3 separate regions of the Rattus norvegicus genome follow, and all the other regions are linked to region 2. A link is a contact called in public Hi-C data. All regions are on one chromosome and are shown on one strand. The core of a region is the stretch at or near the end of the contact, and the rest is flanking DNA. Distances in the headings are between cores, read along the strand shown. Region 1 has its middle 35 kb from the start of Ntaq1. Region 2 holds the start of Fam91a1 (family with sequence similarity 91, member A1). Region 3 holds the start of Fbxo32 (F-box protein 32).

Region 1 (4,501 bases), core at 960-3,459, 250 kb before region 2:
CCCAAGAACATACTCTCAGTGATCTATTTTTTCCAGCTAGTCCTTGCCTCTCACCTTTCGTCACATCCTGACTATGCTAGTTTATGACTCCACCCAAGGACGGTTCCCTTCATTAGGTCAGTTCCTCAAGAGCTAATGGTTTCTGGAGAGACTCCTACAGACAGATCTGGGGGTGTGTTTTACTAATCTACATGCCTCACTATCAAGCTGATAATCAAAATAACTATCAGAGATAGTATCATGTCCTAGGTAGTGTTTGATATAAACCGTGGTCATCTGGGAAGGGAGGAACTTAGCTGAGGAACTTCCTCCACAGACTGTCCTGTGGGCATGTCTGTAGGGCATTTTCTTAAGAGTTGATGTGGGAGAGCCCAGCACATGGTAGGTGGTGACACTACCACACAGATAGTCCCGAGTTACACAAGAAAGCAAGCTGAGCAAGCCATGGGAAGCAAGCCAGTTAGCAGCATTCCACACATGGTCACTGCTTCAGCTCCTCTCTCTAGGTTCCTGCCTGAGTTCCTTCAATGCTGGACCATGATCTGGGGGTTATAAGCTTAAATGAACCCTTTCCTCCTCAAGCTGAGTTTTGGTCATGGTGTTTATCACAGCAACAGAGAAGGAAAGGAGGACAGTGTCCTCTGTGATTATAGGGCTATTGTGAGAAGTAATGAGAAAGTTACAGTAACTTATCGTAGTGCTTAGTCTATAATCCCATTAGTGTTTACACAGATCAGTGTTGAGATGATTTTCATCTTTGTCCTGTGAAAGAGGCATGTGTTCGGAGTTCCTAAATATCTGTTGAAATGTCTTTGTACTCAAAGTTTTGCATGCGATATGACAGAAATACAGTGGTGGTTATAGGTGGTTAGCAGTTCATAAGCAGCGGGAATTGGCTCACTCTAAAATAAAGTCTAACTATTGCTTCTAGCAGTCTAAGACATAGCTGCACAAAATATGTAACAAATGCTTCTGTAAGAGCCACCCAAAGACTGTTGGGACACATTTCTTTTGCTCAAGGAACTAGCAGTCAAGTAGAGAATACATTAAAAAAAATAGCCACTCAAGTAGTTACGTAAGTTAAGTGGCATTATAAAAGAATTAAACTATAAAACAATAAAGTTGAACCATGGGTGTGCATTCAGATTTTACTTCATGTGATGAAGTGGTAGATGTCATCTTTAAGTAGGTGACATTTAGTATGGAGAAAGGGCTTAGGAAGAAGGGACTCTACAAAGGCTCAGAGATTGGTAAGAACTTGATGAATTCAAAGACCTGCATGAGGGTGACTATGGCTGGAATGTAGCAGGATGAGGGGATTCTAGCCTTCCTCCTTATACTGGGCAATTTGGATACCGAGCCCACAAGAAAGGTTTGTCAACTGGAGAGATTGGCAAGACCAGTCTTTATGTGGGACCTAAAGACTACTGAAGCTGGGAATGTAGGTCAGGGTACAACCTGGTCTCTGGAAGAAAACCAGGACCCCGGTTGGATAGTTGAAGAGAGTTTAACAAGTGGAGTGACGGTATGGACAGAGCTAGGAGAAGCTGCAGGGGAGATAGTTGATGTAATTAGCTAAGGTCATTAACGCTGGGGATCTTCAACAGGCAGTGAGCGTCCTTAGATCTTCAAGACCTCCTTGTAGGTTGGCATATGAAGATGTTACTGTAACCGGCAAGGCTGACTTTGCAGATGGGACTGAAAGATTCGGAGGTGATCCTAGGATCAGTGAAGTGAGTATACATGGTGACGATCAGGGGGCATCCTCATCGATGAGTTACAAATCCTATGATACATAGTTGCAAACTGAGTATAGAAAGAGTAGGAAAATACATCTTGGGAGGTATCCCCTGATAGAGTCTAGTACTAGCAAGGTCCTGGGCTTGATCTTTAGCACTGGGAAAAAAAAAAAAAAAGGAGATAAAAGTTGGGGGAGGTAGAGGGAGAAGGGGAAGAAAGGGAGGAAAAACAAAACCAAGAGTTCACTCATTTAAACTATTGAACATTATAAATAGGGAAATGATACAACTAAACGTAAAAGTGTTAGTAGGGACAATGCTATTTTTGAGGCCACAGCCATGTTCCAGTCAGGGTAGCCTGAGTCTGATTATTTAATAGGAATGGATGTTTTGCATGGCTTCTTCACAGGTGTTGGCTGCTTTTTTCGAGAGTGCTTCTATTTCACAGGCAGATGGGGCTATTGTCCACGTTTTCCTATCTAGCCTACAGGAGAGCAGCTGTAAACCAGCATTCTTTGGGGGTTGGGATGGTTGTACAATCACCATGAGCAGGCACAGTGTTTACTTTGAGGACCAGAAATTCACCTTTGGAGGCTGTGGCATCCAGTTCCAATAGCAGCCTGGATGAGGGGCAGCTGTTTTGATCTGAGAAGAGCAGGATGCAGGGTTGGAGAACCAGTGTGCCAGGATGGCCCCTTTGTCGCAGTACATGTTCAGGACCCTAAAATGAAGTTAGGCCTTTTCTAATTTGGATTTGGATCTAAAAATTCATGGAAATGTTTTTAAAGTCAGAGCCAGATTGCTGAGTTGTGAGTTAATGTAGGACAATGTTTTATCAGTCGCTACTTTGGAAAAAGGGGTTGCATTCCCAGGAGGGCCCAGCAAGACAGGTCATTCAAGGAGACTGGGCGTGCATAGGCTCAGTTTAAATGACTCCCACTGCTACTGAGTGCTTCTGACTGAGCTGTATCTGTTCCCCAGGCCTCAGCTTCCTCCTCTCAAAGATGTGACAGGAAACAGAACCCAGTTAGCAGAATCTAGAAGATCAGGCATTTACCATGCTCGGACCACCCAAAACAAAAGCAGTGAATAGCTTCTGCATTGATTGAAGTCTCAATTTACTGTCTCGGGTGCCTACCTGTTTGCCTTCTCACCCCTCTTCCTCTTCCTCTAGGTTTGTTTGTTTGTTGTTTTGTTTCTCCTGGAGTCAGGGTCTCTCTGTGTAGTTTGACTGTGCTGGAGGTCACTATGGAGACCAACTGTCCTTTAATTCACTGAGATCTGCTGGCCGCTGCCTTCTCAGTGTTGGGATTAGAGGTGCGTGCACCACGCCTGCCTAGGAACTTTACTCATTCCGTCTGCCCAGCAGTCCTCTGAGCACTTGCTGCTTTTACCCGATGTAGTGCATGAGAACACGGGCGCAGAGAAGCTGATTCAGTAAGTGTGTTTAGTGTCATAGTATTTGGGTTGTGTACATCTGATTGCAGAGTATCGTTTTTTTAAATTTCCAGTTAGCATACGATAGTAGGTCTCGTTATGGCATTTTATATATACAAACTATATATGGTCTCGTTTACACTCCATTATCATTTTTTTAAAAATTCACCTTACATCTCCGTCACGCCCCCCTTCCTCCTCCCAGTCCCACCCTTACTAATCCCTCCCCCAATGCCTGTCCCCTTCTCAGAGAAGAGGAGCCTTTGTTACTCTCCATCATCTGTCCTCATCCCTTCTTTACTATTTTTTTCTATTTTTTTAAAAAGATTTATTTATTTTATGTCTATGAGTACACTGTAGACAGTTCAGAAACACCAGAAGAGGGCATCAGATCCCATTACAGATGGTTGTGAGCTACCATGTGGTTGCTGGGAATTGAACTCAGGACCTCTGGAAGAGCAGTCAGTGCTCTTAACTGCTGAACCATCTCTCCATCCCCCTTCTTTTTCTCTTTTAGTCACCTTCTTTCCTCCATAATTCCCCTTAAGTTTTCAACACATATGCACATGCGCACGTGTACGCGTGCGCACGCGCGCGCGCGCGCGCGCGCACACACACACACACACACACACACACACAGACACAGACACAGACACAGACTGTTCAACCTACCTTCTGAATGTGAGAGAAAATGTGATACTTTATTTCTCCCCATTAGACTATAACTACTATAAATATTGCTTTGCATACACTCAGCTTCACCCTAGTATGTGGGGCTCTCAAATATGACTTGCTGTCTCTTTGTTTCTTTGCTCAGTTTTTTGATATCAGGTCTCATATGTAGCCCAGGCTAGGTTTGAAACTGCTGTAACCTCCCTGCTTCAGCCGCCTGAGAGCTAGGATTATAGATCACACAATGACTATTTCTCTGAGATAGGGTCTTGTCAGGTAGACTTCATACTCACAATTCTCCTGCCGTAGTGCTTGCTCCTCTCTGCCCTCCCCATCTCAGCGCTATGTAACATGACTTTATTGATTGATTGATTGTCTTGATAGACTTAGTCCCACACCTTAAGCAGACACAGAATGATGAATAAATTGGGTGCAGCTTGCTGGGAGGTCTCAGTTTGGGCTACAAATGTGAAAAGATGATTTTTCTTTTTGTACTGGCTTCCAACTAGATCAGATGGCTCTTTCCAAATCTTCTTCTTTCCCCTGATGACTTTCAGGTAAAATCTGTTGTTTCAGGCAAATTTTTAGCTCCTGAGACATAAATCTGGTTTCAGTTTAAAACAGATGTATTCTGTAAAATGGTTGATACAGTG
Region 2 (4,634 bases), core at 2,052-4,551:
AAGCTGAGAGGTATGATCCACTGAACCCATACCTGGGGGTGATGAACTAGTCAGTCCTTGGAACAGAGCCACGCTCGTCTGAAATGAATCCATGGCCAAAGACAGGCCCAGACAAAGTGTGAAGCTTAAGATGCATACAGTTTCCTTCTTTTTATTAGAAACCATTTTCTGACCCCATTTCATCTCTGAGTATTTCTTTTTCTTTCAAATTACTCTTTGAAAAGGATAACTTATCTGTCCCTCACATATTAATGATAAGAAAGGATTATTCCTCCAAAGGAACTGGGAGGCATTTGGAACTGGGAGATGGTGATTATGTAAATTTATACATCACTTGTTTGGGTATGGGAATATTTTGTTGGGAGAGTATAGTAAAATGTTTTATTGCTCTTGTGACAGACCACCATGTTAAAAGCTTGAAATGTATTATCTTAATGTCAAGGAGATCAGAAATTCAAATGTCTTGGCAGGAGTGTTTTTTGAGGTTTAGGGAAGAATCCATTTACCTTTTCAGCTCCTAGTAGCTTTCCACAGGTTTGGTTATGATCCCAAACCACTGATGTCTGCCTCCAGCAGTCATCCCTGTTTCCCTGGGTAAGGACTCTGTGATTTCCCTATGGCATTTTGATAGCCCTAGAGAATTTTCCTATCTCAAGGCTATCTTAATCACAGTGCCACGAAGGAAGCACTTCTAGTTTCTGGACATGGGAATCATTGTGAGCCGTTATTATTCCTGTCATAGAACATGCTAATCTGGGCTCAGTGAGTGAGACTAGCCAACAGCTCGTTAGTTAAAAGTTGCTGTTTCTCATTCATTATCTCTGTTGAAATTCTGGGGATGAATAGCTTGATAGTTTTTCTGAAGAGTAGACTGTTAGGCCAGGGACAGCATCACTTTCCTATGATCCTAATACTGGGGAGGTAAAATTAGGAGGATCAGAAGTTCAGTGACATCCTCAGCTACATATCGAGTTCAAGGCCAGCCTGAGCTATGTGAGGTCATCATTTCTTTGTAAGAACAAGCTCAGGTTGCTTAAGCCAGTTGGGTAATTTTCTTTAATCTGGTCAGGCATGTATAGTTGGCTGAGAAGGCAGCACATGGCATTTGCATGTCTGAAGCTATTGTGTACCCAGGGGGTGTCTTTGGAAGGTTGCTTGTGGGATGCACAGCATGCTGTAGTTTCTGATCGCTCTAGGATTTGAAAGGCAGAGACTGGAGTCAGGATTTTTAAAAAAAATGGGATTTATTGTCTTCCAAAAGAGCTGATGAGGTCACCAGTGCTGCTCAGGGAATCCATTTGGCAGTTGCTTTTTCCTGAAGACTGGGGAGCTGTCTCAGCCCTGGAGTTTCCACACAGCAGGCCCTGGACCTCGTAGGTTAGTTGATGGATGACCAGAACTGCTTTGTTTCCTAGCCTTTTGAGGAAACTGGAGGCAGCTCAGTCCTTCCACGAGCATCTTGTATTTTTATAAATTGATCTGATTCTGGGTCCCACTATGGGAGAAAAATTGTTATTTGTCTTCTTCCTGTCCACATAGCTTTGACCTAATGCTATTTCCTCCTTCAAAAGTCTGCTTTTGGGGGCTACATACTGAGAGCCTTTACAGGTCACCATGGCTAAGATTTTCAAAGGTCTGTACTGATTTAGCAGGCATCCATTCACCATTACTAGTTTCGGTTGAGTTCAAATTAGATTTATTATTTGAAATAGAAAAAGGATGGATAGGTTCAGGCCAGTTTAACTGTTATTAGCAGTTGAAATAAAAATTTGTGGGGATTTTAAAATGATGTCCTTAATTTTCTTGTTACTTACATTATACTAGATAAAAAAGATTTTGAAGAATAATTTTTTCCACATGCAGAATTATGAAAAATGTAAGGGGGTGATTTATGTCACTAACTCTAAGTGAATTTTCCTAAACTGGAGAAGGAGGCAGAATATTTCTGTGAAGGTTACCCCTGAGGAATTCAAAAGGTGGTTCTAATAAACAGCCTTGGGCTGGGCCTGGACAGTTGACTCAGCAGCTGAAGTCACTTGCTGCTTTTGCAGAGGGTCTTGGTTTACCCTTCATATGGAAGCTAACAGCTGTCTGAAATCCAACTTCTGGGCACCTGATATCTGATGCCCCCTTCTGGCCTCTGAAGGCACAAGGCACACAGGTAGTGCACACACTACACATACATGTAGACAAAACACTCAGACATAAAATAATAAATAGTAAAAGCCCATGGGCTCTGTCAAACTTGAGCGATCTTGTGAACTAGTCATGTAACCTTGCCAACCTCGCTTTCTTCTTCTGCTAGGGCTAGTAGCAGCAGCAATGTTTCACCGAATGTTGAGAGATAAGAATCTATTGCAAAGCAAGAGATTGATATATAGTAGGCAGGTCATACTTTTGAATTCTGCTACTTTGTTGGGGTTCAGTACTATTTAGCTATGTTAAGGAGGGTCTCAATAGGGTACGAAGCTCCTGCAATTGGTTAACCAGAACAACACACCTATGTAAGAGCCGTGTGTACTATAATATTCAACTAATTAGATATAATGGTATGCCTCAGACTTGCTAGTTGTTGAGGTATAGATTAAACATCTTAAATGTTTTCAGTTTGTTATCAGTAGTGTATAATGAAACATGACTTAAAAACATTGCTTTAAAATGAAAACTTGACAAAGAAACACGGAAGTTGTGTCTTGCAGTTAAATGAGCTTGCTTAGGAAACACAATACACTCTGGAAGAAACTGTTCCCAAAGACCTCAGGAGAGCTGTACGAATATCAACCCGAGTTCCGTGTTTAAAAAGCTACTGAAGCTAGTTAAAATTTCTGCACCTCAAATCCCCACATTTTAAGAATTTGGATCTTGGAAGGAGTCCAACGTTCTCCATTCCCAGGATACAGCCAATGGTTGGAAGGGATGACGCCGCTAGCGACTCTAGGTCAATGGGTGGGGGTTGGGGGACGGGCACACTCGAGTTCTCCGGGACCTTGTTTTGTTCGGCAGGGTGGCGAGAGTGGTTCTTCCATTAGCAGCGTTTTTGCTAAGACAACCGACCGCCGTGCCTTTAGCCGCCTGTCCAGAGCCACTGGGGACACATATTCGGGAAACTGAGTCACACAAGCTCAGCGGTGCAGATCAGAGCCTCTGTTACACGCAGGCGCAACTAACCCGGCTCCCGAGGGTCTCTGGGTCCCGCCTTCCTCGCGCGGCTCAACCACGTGCTGGGGGGCGGAGCTCCACTCGGCCGCAGGCCAGTGAGCGGAAGTGACGTCGGCAAAGAGCCATTTCCGGCAGGCCGAAACTAGGAAGAAACTTGAAGCTGCTGAGGCACGGGTCGTAGTCCCCGCCACTGTGCCCCGTGGCCCGCGCCGCGCGGAGCTGTGGAGGCCTGGCCATGGGGTGGCGCCGGGCTCGTGCGGCGTAGACGTACGGCCTCCCGCGGGCTCCACTGACGGGCCGGGCGCTCGCGGGCGGCAGGCGGCGTGGGAGCCGCGGCCACTGCGGGCCTGGGCTCCGGCATCATGAACATCGACGTTGAGTTCCACATCCGGCACAATTATCCTTGGAGCAAGTTGCCAACTAACGTGAAACAGGTATGGCTCCTCCCCGCTTCGGTGTCGCCTGACCTGCGGACCGTGGAGGGCTCGGGAAAACTGGGCGTGCGCTGTCTCCCAAGAAGGCTGAATGAACTCTTGGTACCTCAGCCCGCAGACTCTATATAAGCCAGGCGCCTACGATCTAAAATAAAGCCCCCGGACCCCAAACTTAAGAGTGGTGGGAGAAGGCAGTACAAGACAGTTCAAACGTTCCTCCTCTGTAGCGTATCTGGAGGTTAAGTTGCCCATTTAGAGTTGCATGTGTAACTGGAAGCATTTAAAGTTGGCTCTGGAAGACCAAGAAAAGTTAATAAGATAAGGGACGAAGCCCTTCCTCCCCCAAGGAGGGGGAAGAACGTCTCCAGACATCACCAAGGCTCGGAGATGTGTTTCGATGCATTTGGAAGTGTCGGCTGAATGCGTGAGAGTAATATCTGCTGAGGTTGGCAGGGTAGTCAGGTCTGATTTGAAAGGGTATGTGTGCTTTGAGTTGTCGGACTTCGTCCTTTAGACAGGCTGGTTTTGTAAAGAATGTGTCAACGGGAGCATGACCTGAGGGTTATTTTATTTTATTTTATTTTTTAAATCTAATGGTGAATGGTAGTTTTACTCAGCAGCATTTATTGAGCACCTACTAGTTGTATGCCTGGTTTTGGATGTAGATAGTTTGCAGCACTCAGACAACGATCCTGTCTCCACGGAGAGTCTGTTTTATCAGAGACAGAGTAAATAGACTCATGAAAGTACTGAACAAGACAGGTGGTTTGAACTCTTACGAAGGCCTTGATGCGTGTGCCACATTCAAGGCACCGTTTCTCTGCCCTCCATTTCTCGTTCAGTTCCACTGATTTCTGGTTTCTCTTGGTGATAGGCAGCAGATATGCTTTTGAAAAGTATGGAATGGCGGTGATAATGGTTTTATGATTCTTGTGGTTCACTTTGAGTCCTAGTTCTAGGGGATGAGTTAAGGGTCTGGTGAACATCACATGACAAAATACTTTTAAGACACCAGAATCCTAGATAATAGCAAGGTGTGTT
Region 3 (4,683 bases), core at 283-2,782, 200 kb before region 2:
AAATCACAAACAAATGGGAGACAGTGGAGGTCACGCTGCGCACATAACCACAGTTTCTTGACAATTGCCAAAGCTTTATTCAAACAACCATTGGCAAATCTCACTCAGTGGGACCTGGCCCACTCACAGAAGTCTCTGCTGAAGTCAGCTTAGGGATGCAGGTGTGTGTGTGTGTGTGTGTGTGTGTGTGTGTGTGGTGTTAGCCAAAGGACAGTGGGAGGGGAAAGCACCTAAAGGTGACCTCAACTGCAAACAAACTTCTACCAGTTCCTCAGGTGTCTCAGGGAGTCAGCTGTTCAGGTTGGGAATTGATTCTCGACCTCATAATTTATGAGTGGGCACTTGTGACCTCAGATTTTCCACTAGATGACAGAGCTCAGGTGAGACTTCAAGTCTGGGTGGTCTTTCTGCGGCTGGCAAGCACCACTAAGGAGGGGAGTGTGCTCACCGTATAAAGACTGACTGGAAAGGGCTAAGGAGGAAACAGGTGCAAGTGTCTGGGCCTTCCTGAAGCAGAGCATTGTTCTCGCATTTCTTTCCTGCCTCCCTCAGTAGCCCCTAAGCTTTACCCCAAAGACCCATTCCACAAGTCTGCCCAGGAGGGCTGTTGTCCCAGGGTTCATCCTCTGCCCCTCCCAGTTACTCTTTTTTTTCTCGGCCCACTCAGCCGTCGCCTGTGCGTGGGAAGAGACTTCATGCACTCAGGGTAGGGCTCAAGACCAATCCCATCATCCGGCTGGTGACTACTACGGTTCTTGTACTCTTTGGGTCCTGTCACAGGACAGTGAAAGGCAAACAGTCAAGTCGCTAGCAACCGCTTAAAGCAGTAACTGTGCGATTCTGGGATCTAAAGGAAGAGTCTGTGAGTTGTGCGCCTGTGTTCAAGTGTTTAGGAACATAATCCCCGATTGCCAGATTGAGGGGTACCAGGTTCTGTATGGAATCTTTTCTTCTGGGTGACACTGATCTTGATCAGTAGGAGACACTAAATTACTCATCTCTCACATTCTGGTGACCTTTGCAGAAATCCCGGCCCCTCACTCCTATCCCTTCAGCCGGAAGCCCCTACTTTATTCTGGCCCAGAGCTGCTTGCCCTTCTTCACCTGCCCCTGAGGTGCGCACCTCCCCCTTGCCCCCCCCCCCCCCCAACAGCTAAGATCGGTTTTGTGGAAGTCCTCACCTGCTGAGGTCGCTCACGAAGGTGCCGCTTTTCTCATCCAAGAAGCGCTTCCAGCCGTCCGCCGTCTTCACCCAGCTCTGGCCCGGGGACCGCCAGTCCTGACCAAGGAACGGCATGGTACCGAGAGCGGACGCGACCGACGGATAGGACGGATCGACAGCCAGGAACCGGCCTGGCTTGCCCAGGGGATGCGCCGCTCTGGGAAGACGCTAGGGAACGCAGGCGGCAACTGGAACAAGAGTCGGGGAACTGATGTGGAGGGTTGCGGGTCCTGGGTGGGCGCGAGGGTCCTTGCACTGGCAGGGGATCAGGCGCTGAGGAGGGTCGCGTGTCGCGTCCTGACTTCGGGAATGCTGCGCGGCTGCCGGAGCGCAGTATTTATCCCGGGCCGCTGCCCCGTCTCTTTGTTGCCGGAAGAGCCTCCTGCTCTTAGCCCGGCCCCCCCTGCGCCCCGAGGCCACGTGGCTTTGTTTATGGGCTCGCCTTGTTTTCCGAGGCGCCCGCGGCTCTCGCTCTGCTCGCAGTTGCACAACCTTGCGCCCGTGGAAACTTGAAGCTGCCTGGCTAGGCCAGATGTCCCGCTGACCCTCGGTGCCCTGGCACCTCTTGCACCTCCCCTACTCCCCTGTCGGGCGTAGCTGCCTTCACTAAGATCCTGGCTTTGCACTCAGCACTACGTCCCCCCCTACGGGTCCCGGACAAACTAGGTGCAACCAGGAAACAGACATAGAAAGTTCGGAACTGTCAGTCCCAGGGGGTCTGGAAACGGCGGGACCGATCTTTGCTGGCAGATCAGCCTTGGGGGAGGTCAGAGCGTCTGGGGCTGGTTAGGGGCGCAGTCTGTGAACCTCTTTCACTGCCAGTACCAACTCCAGGCGCCAGGGTGTGCTAAGTGAAAGAGGGGATCCAGTACGGCAGGAGTGGGGAGGGACTGCCCCCACCCCTTCCGCCTTAAAGCTGACATTTGATGCGCTTGCTGTCAAACTCGACTCCCCCAGTGGCAAAGGAGGGGGAAAAAGAGGCCCCGAGGAGTCTAGACCCCATGTTGTGGAAGTGAAGAACTGAGATAGTCTTAGGTCCCACTCTGAGGGACCCTGAGGAGGCAGCGCTGGCGTCAAGGCGCCGGGCCCAGAACTAACCCTCCAGGGCCGGAGTCCGGAGTCCGGAAGGAGTCTCTGGCTATGCTCACTGTGCTTGCTCTCATGCCCCAGGGGCTCTCATGCCCCAGGGCTGGGCTTTTATCCTGTGGAACTACAGGAACCCTCCTCTCTTTTCCTTTACCCAGTTCAATTCCTGGTGTCCTCTGGCTTCTAGCTATAAAATCCTCCTGGGTTTCATGTCCACTTCAGACAGGGAAGAGAGCCTGTTATGTACTTAACTCTCCTAGCACGAGGGGGTTGCCTGTCTGGCTGATACTCTGGTTTTCAGGTGAAAGGCTGTCGGGTCCTCAGAGGGGGTTAAGTCTATGATTACCTAGGGACTTATGACGGCTTCTCAACTCAGAGCGATCCTCTCTGGCATGCAGAACATAGCCCCCCCTCCTTTATTCTAGAGACATCTCAGCCTTACCACCAGGGTCAGAATTGGCCGTTCATAACCATCCTGTCTGTCTCCCTCCTCTGAGTGTGTGTGCATTTGGGCGCATGTGGAGACCAGAGGTCAATGTCAGGTGTCTTCCTTGTTCGCTTTTGGCCTTACTCTAATTTATTTTTGAGACAGACTCATTGAACCTAGAGCTAGCTGTTGGCTACACCGGCAGGCTAATGAACCCCTAGATTCTTCGTTTTTTTTTTCTCCCAGCACTAGAATAAAGATATAGGTGCTTTAATGGGTTTGTTTGTTTTTGTTTGTTTACGTGGGTGTTGGGGATCTGAACTCAGGCCCTCATGACTGCTCATCAAGCACTGTGCTCATGGAGACATTGTTAATTCTGTTTTGCACAAAAAGCAAAATCAAAATAACAAACAAACAATTCCACCATGATGAGGCAAATTTGAAGCAAGCTTTAATTAAATACTGACCAGGATGAATTTTGGTCAGGACCTCTCTCCAGAATTCCCAGTTTAGCGGCTCCTAGACGCGTGTTACAGAGGCTTTTAAGGCCATCATATTTTCTCATGTGACTTTTGTTATTTTCCAAGGACTACAACTCCCAGCATTTCAAGAAGTTACCTAGTCCTTGTCTTTGGGCTGGTGGGGCTTGCCGGTTAATTTTTGGGTCTTATGACATCTCCCTACCAAATCAACTCACCAGCCTCTCCATAGCCAATTCTTGTGTGAACTACTGCATTAGGGTAGCTTCTGGCCTCCCACCATCACTAGTCAGACCGGGAAGTCACATTCATTTGGATCTACATGGCACTGGGCAGTAGCAGAGAAACAAAAACTTCATGCTAGAGAAATAGCTTCCAGTTCTTTTCTTCCACACCCCTGCCTCTGGCAGTGTCTCTTCCACTGTGCATTGAGGCTGGGTAGGCAGAGGAACTGAGTGTGTCTTGTGGGCTCTGTGTTGCAAGGGGGAAGGAGATGTTTTTAATAAAGTCTGTCTTCAAGTAGCCAGGATTTTCTGATTTTGGTTTCCCACCATAAATAATTTATTTGTGCAGCAATAATAAAAATGGCTTGTAAAAGCCCTGCAGACGATCCCAAACAAATGTTAAAACACCAAGCAGGCTAAGAGATGAGGCAATGTTGGGTCTGAACTTTGTTGGGGGGAGCTGATATCTGCAAGAGAACACAGTTAAGGGATGCAGTTATTAAAGATGCAGGGGGCTACCTCCAGGAAGAAACCACAGAGGTCCGGAAGGCAGAGGAGTTGAATCTAATTCTGCTAAAGCGGCTTGCACTTCGTTGGATAAACAGCAAGAGGCTCCAGGTACTGAAGACGATGTTGTTGGAGGGCAGAGATGCCTGCCTGCCTTTCAAATTGTTTAGAACCCATAGTAGTTGTGGTTATTAGTGCTGTTTCTTCTCTTCCCCCTTTGCTGTAGGAATATGTATCTACACTTTTGAACTGGCAAATTGCAGAGGAGAGGAGGAAGCCTTGGGTAAATGTGTAAAGAGCAGATGAAATTCTGAGTATACATTTTGGACATGTTTACAGATATGCCATGGACCCAAGTGCATTAAACTCCTGGGAGAGGCACAGCCTTCTCCAAGTTCAGCTCTGGGAAATAGCAAACTCTTGTTTGTTTATTTGCTTGTTTGTTTCTATGTTGTGTAACAGTTTCCTCCAAGATTGAAACATTTCATCTTGCACAGAAGGTTTTTGAGGAGGGAGGTGAGCAACTCAAAATAGCTTAAGGAAGTCCCTAAAACTGACCAGATTCATTAGGCCCCTCCCTGCCAGAGTAAGCAATAAAGATTACTGAAAGTCATTCTCAGAGAAGACAAGTTGCAAAGGAGATACTCAGCCAAGCCAAGCTGTAAGAAAGACTCTGAGACCAGACCAGCTGCCAGGAAAAAGCACAGACCACCTACCGGCCTGGAAAAGGTCTGGACA

The links. Hi-C and Micro-C count contacts between places; a contact is called where the count stands out from the background.
Region 1: a contact with region 2 is called in a Hi-C map of psoas muscle, with 3 times the contacts expected there. The contact joins the enhancer-like site here to the promoter of Fam91a1 in region 2. A contact is called at or near these places in 10 of 12 Hi-C or Micro-C datasets (the A7r5 cell line, the Rat2 cell line, frontal cortex and 5 more) and 1 of 1 datasets of contacts at active chromatin or transcription factors (oligodendrocytes).
Region 3: a Hi-C map of the A7r5 cell line shows a contact between it and region 2, with 2.5 times the contacts expected there. The contact joins the promoter of Fbxo32 here to the promoter of Fam91a1 in region 2. A contact is called at or near these places in 9 of 12 Hi-C or Micro-C datasets (the A7r5 cell line, Schwann cells, frontal cortex and 6 more).

Annotation. Positions count from the first base shown.
Region 1 is chr7:91,606,607-91,611,107 of GRCr8, forward strand. No RefSeq gene overlaps it. Among named protein-coding and RNA genes, the nearest start is that of Ntaq1, 35 kb to the left of the region's middle. Within about 2 kb of position 2,210, at least 5 of the 93 cell types and tissues checked have an H3K27ac peak or open chromatin away from gene starts, as enhancers often do.
Region 2 is chr7:91,855,779-91,860,412 of GRCr8, forward strand. Fam91a1 (family with sequence similarity 91, member A1) reads left to right here and starts at 3,302. Exons shown (of 24, transcript NM_001127578.1): 1 at 3,302-3,593. The coding sequence starts at 3,522. It overlaps LOC134479911 (a long non-coding RNA gene), which reads right to left and starts at 3,283. Exons shown (of 2, transcript XR_010053804.1): 1 at 3,169-3,283; 2 at 1,226-1,495.
Region 3 is chr7:91,652,959-91,657,641 of GRCr8, forward strand. Fbxo32 (F-box protein 32) reads right to left here and starts at 1,533. Exons shown (of 9, transcript NM_133521.2): 1 at 1,182-1,533. The coding sequence starts at 1,297.